2 separate regions of the Pan troglodytes genome follow, and region 2 is linked to region 1. The links are chromatin contacts, called in public Hi-C maps. All regions are on one chromosome and are shown on one strand. Each heading gives the region's core, a stretch centred on a gene start, on an enhancer-like site or on the middle of the called end of the contact. The rest is flanking DNA. Distances are from core to core; before and after follow the strand shown. Region 1 holds the start of INHBB (inhibin subunit beta B). Region 2 has its middle 96 kb from the start of INHBB.

The links. Hi-C and Micro-C count contacts between places; a contact is called where the count stands out from the background.
Region 2: a contact with region 1 is called in a Hi-C map of stem cell-derived neural progenitor cells, with 1.6 times the contacts expected there. The contact joins the enhancer-like site here to the promoter of INHBB in region 1. A contact is called at or near these places in 4 of 7 Hi-C or Micro-C datasets (blood, induced pluripotent stem cells and stem cell-derived neural progenitor cells) and 1 of 1 datasets of contacts at active chromatin or transcription factors (stem cell-derived excitatory neurons).

What each region holds. Positions count from the first base shown.
Region 1 is chr13:21,027,600-21,031,326 of NHGRI_mPanTro3-v2.0_pri, reverse strand. INHBB (inhibin subunit beta B) reads right to left here and starts at 2,185. Exons shown (of 2, transcript XM_016949618.3): 1 at 1,685-2,185. The coding sequence starts at 2,132.
Region 2 is chr13:21,123,519-21,127,331 of NHGRI_mPanTro3-v2.0_pri, reverse strand. No RefSeq gene overlaps it. Among named protein-coding and RNA genes, the nearest start is that of INHBB, 96 kb to the right of the region's middle. Within about 2 kb of position 2,236, at least 13 of the 24 cell types and tissues checked have an H3K27ac peak or open chromatin away from gene starts, as enhancers often do. A contact at or near this core is called in stem cell-derived neural progenitor cells, where this site is marked.

The sequences.
Region 1 (3,727 bases), core at 936-3,435:
CAAGAAGGAGGCTGTGCCAATCAAGAGATGACTCCCCTCTCATCCTACATTTCGGTGACCCTTGCCTCTGACAATCTACGTTTTTCTTTTCTTTTTTTTTTTTCAGGAAGAACAAATAATGAAACTCTGTGGTCAGGGCTGGTTTTATCAAACCTCCCACCATGCCCCTCCCAAGCCCCTACCTCAGGCCTCGCCTGGCTCCTCTAATAACACTGACATCTGACTTTGAAATGGGGGAAACTGCAGCCTTAAAAGCTGGTCTTGGACGAGCTGCCTGTGACCTGAATCTGTTATTTATAAGTCAAAGAGCTGGCTCCGTGAAACGGACCAGAAATATAACAGCCCCCGCTGTCATTTTGTGCCACCGGGACCAAAAGGCCTCCTCGACCTTCCAGAATCACATTTCTAACTCTGGGCCCCAAAGCACCTTTTAATCCGAGCCCTCTAATTGCATGGCGAGCTTTCCCTGACTCACTTTAGTGGACAGCTAAAACGGCAATGCATTTCTTTCTAAGCGCAAACCAGCCCCGATTGTCTCTGCTTTTCTCCACACCCGGCCATGCAAAACTTTTCATCCCTTTTCATCCCCGGGCTGCCTGCTGCCTGGGGGGGTGGGGGGCATTTGCAGCCAGGGGCACAACCGCTCCCCCCACCGAGGCTCCCCGCTTGCCCCCGCCCTGACTGCACCGGGGCTTCCCCCTCTGCGACCTTCTCCGCAGTCCCCTCGGCACAAATGGGGCCGAGCTCCAGGCACAAAAGCCAGCCTGGCTCATTCAAGTCCTGAAAAGGACAGCGGAGTCGAAAGCACTTGCAGCATTTTGGCGCGGGCACATTTTTCTCCTTCTTTTAAAGTTCCGAAAGATTTTTCTCTCCCTGATTTTTATATTTAGACAGTGTTAGAAATTTGCAATCTGGGGCCGGGGGGGGCGGATTCCAGAAAGGAGCCATACCCTTTGTTAACTACGACTCTGCCTCTCGGGCGAGGGGTCTGCTGCAGCTGCCAGGCAAGCCGAAAGGCACGGGGCTGTCCCCGAGCCGCGGCTTTCTCTGTGTAAATGATGGACCTGTTGAGAAGCCTGCCTTCCGCCCGATTCCGGTGCCCACACAATCGGAAGAGAGGTTGCCTAGCTCTCCCCAGCGAGGCTTCAGCAATCCTGGCAAGCCCACGCCGCCGGTGATGGAAGCGGCCCCAGGGGCCTCTCACGCAGGCACACACACACACAGACACACACACAGATACACACACACTCTCTCTCCTCCGGCCCACGTATATCAACAAGCACACACATCTCCATCCACACTGCTAAGCCTACACTCCGATCGTGGGAAACAAAAACATTAAGCAATCACCAAGCAAGTGCCCGCAGAGCCAGGGCCGCGCGCATCTGCCGGGAGGGGGACGCGCGCCCAGAGGCGCTGGGGCCCGATTCCGGAGAGCAGGGGTGGAGGGCCAGGCGCTCGGCGGCGGGGGGTTGAGGCAGCAGGCAAGGGTCTGCGGCCTGGGGGAAGAGGACTGCAACCCGGGCGGAGCGCGCAGGGCCACGGCCGAAGGAGCTCTGCCGGGAGTCCAGGCTGCCCCAGGGCGCGCGGGCTGCGGTGGCGGCGGCGGCAGCCGGAGCTAGCAAGGAAAGGGAGAGCGGGAGCGAGCGGGGACCGCGGCAGACAGCCGGAGGGCCGGACCCACCTGTCTCGGCGAAGCTGATGATTTCGGAAACGCGCTCCTGGCCGTCGGCGCCCGGGCTGGCGTGGCCGTCGAGGTGCGGGATCTCCACGCGGCCGTCCTCGCGCACCTTGCCCGCGTGCAGCTTGCGCAGGGCCGTGACCATGGCGGCCTTAGGCACGGCGTGCGTGATGTTGGGCCGGCCCCGCATCTGCAGGCGGCTCAAGATGTGCCGCTTCACCGCCTCCAGGAAGTCGCCGTCCACTCGGCCGAGCTCCTCTGGCCGCCGGAAGCCGCCGCACGACGTACAGGTGTCCTGCGAGCCACCCGGGGCTCCGGGTGGCGGGGGTGGCGGCGGCGCGGCAGGCGACGGCGGGGGCGTGGGTGAGCCCCAGGCCTCAGGCCCCAGCCAGCCGACCGCCAGCAGCAGAAGGCAGGCGGCCCCCAGCGCCCGACCGGGCAGCCCGTCCATGGTGCGCCGCTGGCGACGAGGGCGCCCGCCGGGAGGCGAGCCGAATCGAGCCGAGCGCAGGGCCGGGCTCCGGGCTCCGGGCGCGCCGCCCCGCCCCGCCCCCGCCCGCGCCCGCGCCCGCGCCCGCCCGGGCCTCCGCCCGCCCGCCCGCCGGGAGGGCTGCCGCCGGCTCACAGGGGGAGGGGGCCGGCCGGGCCTCGGGGGTTCCCGCGCGGCAGGGAAGGGGCGCCGAGGGCCCCGGGGGCCCGAGGGGCGCGCCGGGCGGGGCGGAGGTCGCGGGTCACTGCCGCACGGGCGTCTCGGGGCGCCTCGGCATCTGCAGCCTTCTCCCCATCCTTTCCGCGTCGGGGGCCCCGCAGCCCTGGTTCGGGTGAAGCGAAAGCAGCGGCAGTGGGAGCGGCGGTTCGGCCGGCGGCTGGGGAAGGTGGCGAAAGAGCGGGTCCACGCAACTTGGCTGAGACGGAAGCGAAGGCGCTGGAGCCCCCCGGAGCGGAGCCGGGCGCGGCTTGGCGCGGCGCTGCGGCGGGCGCTGCGGCGGGGCCCCGCGCTCGCACCTGAGCGCCTCGCCCTCACTGCCTCGCGCCAGGAAGGGCCGCCGGCGGCGGAGACGGGCAGGTCGTCCTCGCCGCGGGCCGGCGGGCAGTGGCGCGGAGCAAGCTTGGTGCCCGGGAGAGCCGGCCGCGCGGGCCCGCTCACAGGCGGCGCCGAGCCCTCGGCCGCGGGCCTTGCAGTCCTCCCGGCGCGTCACACGGCAAAGTTGTCTCCAGGCTCCCTGGGCGCCGCATCCACGGGCGGGCGGCCGCAGCGCGCTTCGCCGGGGCCTCTGCTCCGCCCGCCTCCTCGCAGCCTCCCTCCCTCCTTCCCTCCGCCTGCCTGCACGGCCCGGCCGGGCGCGGGGCGCCGGGCGAGGAAGGCGAGGGGGAGGCAGGGCCCTTCTCGCCCCTGTCTCTTCTGCCTGCCGCGGCGGCGGCGAGGTCGGCTCGAGCGCCGAAAAGTCTCGCAGCGTCCCCGGGTGCAGTGCCCTCGCTCGCGCTCGCACTGGCACCCGCCGCAGGGCCGGGAGAGAGCGGGCGGGCGGCGGCGGCGTCCCCGCGCCGGGCCGCGGCACGGAGTGCGGAGCTCGCCGAGGAGGAGTTCTTCTCTTTGGCCTCTCTTCTTTTACTCTCCCCGTTTTTTCTCCCAAGGGGGAAAAAAGCCGCACAATCTCCGTATGTGCGCGCGCGTTGAGATAGACGTTGGCAGAAAAAAGGGGGGGAGGGAGGGTGTCGTCCTGCCCGTGCGAGAGGAGACGGTCCGTACCTCCCCGCTCGAGCTTCCCGGGGTGGGGGGAGGAGGAGAAAGCGGAATCTGTTCAGGTTGGGGCTGCCCGCTCCCCGCGCTCACCCCTGCTTCCCACCGCTTTTTTCCTTTCTGCCTTCGCGAGAAGGAGGGGCGAGCCGGCCCTCTCCCCTCCCCTCCTCTCCCCTCCCACCCCCCGCAATGCCGGGCTACTTTTGCTACCTCGAAACTTTCCCACCACGTGGGCGCCCCGGACCCTTGCCCCGCTGGGCGGCCTGCGGCACCGACGGGCTCCAGGCGCTGGACCCAGGCGCTCC
Region 2 (3,813 bases), core at 987-3,486, 96 kb before region 1:
GACAAAGTACCTACTTCATGCCCTGTTTTTGGTGCTGGGTTTGCTCACAGAAAGTCACAACAACTGGAAGAAATAAGTTTGTTGTCCCTGTTTTTAGAGTGGAGACACCTGAGACTCTGAGATGCTCAGTAACTTGCCTGAGTGCCCAACCCCTCCCCAGCAGGTTAATTAGAGAATCAACCTAGAACACCGTTTTGCCCCAAAGCCCATGTGCTTTCACCAGCGGGCACCGAGGCAAGGCAGCTCAGCTCTGGCTAAAATGCAGATCCGACCATCTGTCCTGCCCTGCTTAAAAGCCGACAAAAGTCCCCCACCCCAGTGCCCCTGTCCTGTCCATCCTTCAAGCTCAGGTCAGTTGCTGCTCCTTGTGCCTGACACCTCTCATTGAACACCATCTTCTCTCCTGGTAATTACCCATTTGCTCTTGGTTTAGAGATGGTGGTGCACACATTCCATCCCCCACAGGAGACAGTGGGGTTCTTAAAGGAGAGACCGCCCAAGGCCCACTTGGTGCACACAGACCCGTGGGAAAGGATTTACGTATGTGGGTGGAGTGACTGTCACATAATTAATAACTGAGTCTATGAGTGAATATGCTCAGAAATCAGTGATTCAATGAATCAATAATGAAAAGCTTTCTAAATGTGTGGCTTACGTCATGAATGAATGATGGGTTGATTGAATAGGACACTGCCTAGATTTAGGGTCCTGAGACTGTATATGTGTCTTTGCCAACAGCAAAATATTTTATTACATAGATGATCGAGAATAATATTCAAAATATTTAACAAACAGTACACCATGGGCACCAACCGCTCAGGATGGACGCCTCCATAGGCTGGGTCAGGCAGAGGGTCTCCCGTTGGGCCCCTTCAGTGCCAGATCCTGGGAGGCTGGGGGCGTGTCCCGGGAGAAAACTAACATGGCGGAGGGCACAGGCGGCACTTGAGAAGCTCGCGCACAGCCCCTTAACCTTGCGGGAGCATGTCAGTGTGGCGCACCTGCTGGCGGATGCAGGCCTGCATGTGGAGTTTTCTGAGCATATCCACGGCCAGCCCTGGGCTGAGCTTGACTTGCAGGAGCTCATTCCATCCTCAAAGAGCACCATTGAGGTTGGGACTACCGTTGTCCCATGTTACAGTGAGGCACAAGAGGTCGCACAGCGAGTAAGTGGCGGAACCACGATCTGGCCCAGGACTGCCTAGCAACTGCTGGGCAGCCTCTCCGCGCAGCGTGAGGCCCCAGAAGCCCGGCCTGCGGTTCGCCTGCGCGCGCTACCTGCGCAGGTGCTGGGCGGGGCCGGCAGTGGGCCTGGTCTTTCCGGGCCCGGGATTGGTGGAGGCTCCGGGGCTGACAAGGCGTGGCCGGAGGCTCGGCCCTCCCCAGTTTCCTGCTCTCCCGAGCCGGGTGGCTCGCCCTGATGCCGAGCCCGGCGGTCACGGGAGAGAAGGTGGCTGTCAGGCATTCCCCTGACGCCGCGACCGCGCCACGGACGGCGTTTTCCAGGCGCAGTTGCCACTGTCCACTTGCCACTGACCAGCCGTGGGACTTCGGGCAAGATGTCACCTCTCCGAGCTAATTTTCCCCATCTACGAAATGGGATGAGGACGACGTGCATGGCCTTTCCGGCCTGGTGTGCAGATTAAAGAAACACCTATATGCAGGGACCTGGACATTTACTGTCACTCTTCTACATTGTTGGAAGCCCTGGGCAGTCAGGAAAGGCCACAAGTGGCAGGGGTCGGTGGACCCTTGCGCCTCTCTGTCCCAGTGGGGGCAGAGTGGGGAGCTTGGCTGGGTCCCGCGCCCCCGGCACTGCGCTGCGCCCCAGCCTCCTGCTGCCACCCCCAGCCCTCCGAACTCCTCCAAAGGCCGAATCATTTCTCCTTCCTTTTCGCTTTTAATCACAAAATAATTTTGGTGCCCAGAAGCCTTCCTCTCGGAGGAACATTTGTGCGGGATGATATCAGCCTAATTAAGCCTTCAGCTTCGGGGCTTGATTTCTTTCCCCCCAGATCCCGGCGCTCCCTGCCAAGCAGCCCTAGCCGGCCAGGCGGCCGGCTACCTGCACTTGCCGGGTTCTGGAGCCTTCAGGGCCCGTGCGCCCCCCTGCCCCCGCGCCGTGATTGATATCTTGATTAGGCGCCAGGAGTTGGCGGACCAGGTGTTATCTCGGCGCGGGCTGGAGGCGGCGCGCTCTGCGAACCCGGCCCTGAAAGGCGCAGGCATGTTCCGCGGCAGCAATGAGCCTTTGTTTGCCTTGGCAGCGCCGCGGCCTCCCTGGGGCCGGCCCCATAAAGGGTTTCTGTTCGGGCTGGAGGACTCATTGTCAAAAAATTGTCCCTCGAAAAATTAGCATGGTACAGTGGAGAAAGCGGAACGCCCGGCAAATGACAGCTGCTGGCCCCAGACAAGGTCCAGAAAGCGGAGTTTTGCGGGGTGCCCGCTCCCAGAGGCACCCCTCGCTCCAGGCCTGGAGAGGGACGGAGGGGTGGCAGAAGGGGCCGGCAGGGCAAGGGCAGGCAGGGGTCAGATGGGGAGTGCAGCTGGAATTGGGGTTGATGGCTTACCTTCCCTAAAAGGTGGGGCATCTCCCAGGGGCCAGGAGGCCAGGTCTTTGGTATGGGGTGTTGGAGGGCTTCTGAGCCAGTGTCAGGCCCAGAGGGGCAGCTGGGTTGAAGAAGCGGGGTGAGGTGAGAGGGGGGAAGAAAGAGAGAGAGAGAGAGGGAGAGCCTAAAGGTTATGTGGTTAATTGAACATCAACAGCCACAGATACGATTATGCCCCTTTGTGTCTTTCTCCCAGTGTGTTGATGGAAAAGTAACTAGATTAAAAGCGCCGGGAGCTGGGGTTGGAGGGGCCGGGCAGTGGGGGGAGAGCCCTTCTGAATGCCGACCCGGGGCTCCCGCAGTCCCAGCAAGAAGGGAAAACAGTCAATTAGAGAGGAGAGAAAAGATGGAGTGAGCTGTGGCTTGGCATTTGCATAAAGGCTGGGGCCCAAAGCTGCCACCCTTCGAGAGGGGGGCAGGGGTTCCCAGGAGAGAGGTTGGGAGTGTCATGGGGGTGAGGCACATGGTAACTGTTGAAAGTCTCCGCCCGAGGCCCCTATGCACACACTGCACATGAAGCAGAAGTAAGGGTTACTGGGTGTGTGTATGGAGCATATTGACGTCTGCGCGTGCGTATTCTTGTCATATCTGTGAAGTTGCGGACATCCACATTTCAAGTGGATTGCACCTGTATAGCTTGTGTTGGCCTAACTCTCTGTGTTGTGACCATGTGCACAGATTTATGTAGGTGTGAAAAGACAGTGGGGAAAATCCCATGGGGCCTCTCTGATGGAGCCCAGGAGCATGGCTGGGTCAGGGGGATGTGGATTTGCTGACTCGATCCCACCAGCACAGGCAGGCCATGGCCTCGAGGTTCCCTGTGGCCCTAAGGAGCCTGGACCTGGAACTAGCCCCCAGGCTCACTGGGTACCTAAGCTGCCTGGAAAATCTTCCCAATCTTTCCAGTCCCCTATTTCCATTAGGCCCTGACCCCCTAACCTAGACCCTGTCAAACAACCTCATCTCTGAACAGGCAGGTTTTAGGCTGAAAAGACAGAATCCTACCAACCTGAGATCCAGTGCCAGCTCCGGCTTCATGACCTCACACGCATAACCTCACTCACACACAGCCCAGAACCCAGGGAGCCTGTGCTCTCGGAGAGACTGTCCCCTCACGAGGAGACAATGCCATCCAATTATAGGTCTGTTTTAGGGCTTCAGTGAGATCCTGTACTGAAGTGGGAGGGAGTCCATACTACAGCCC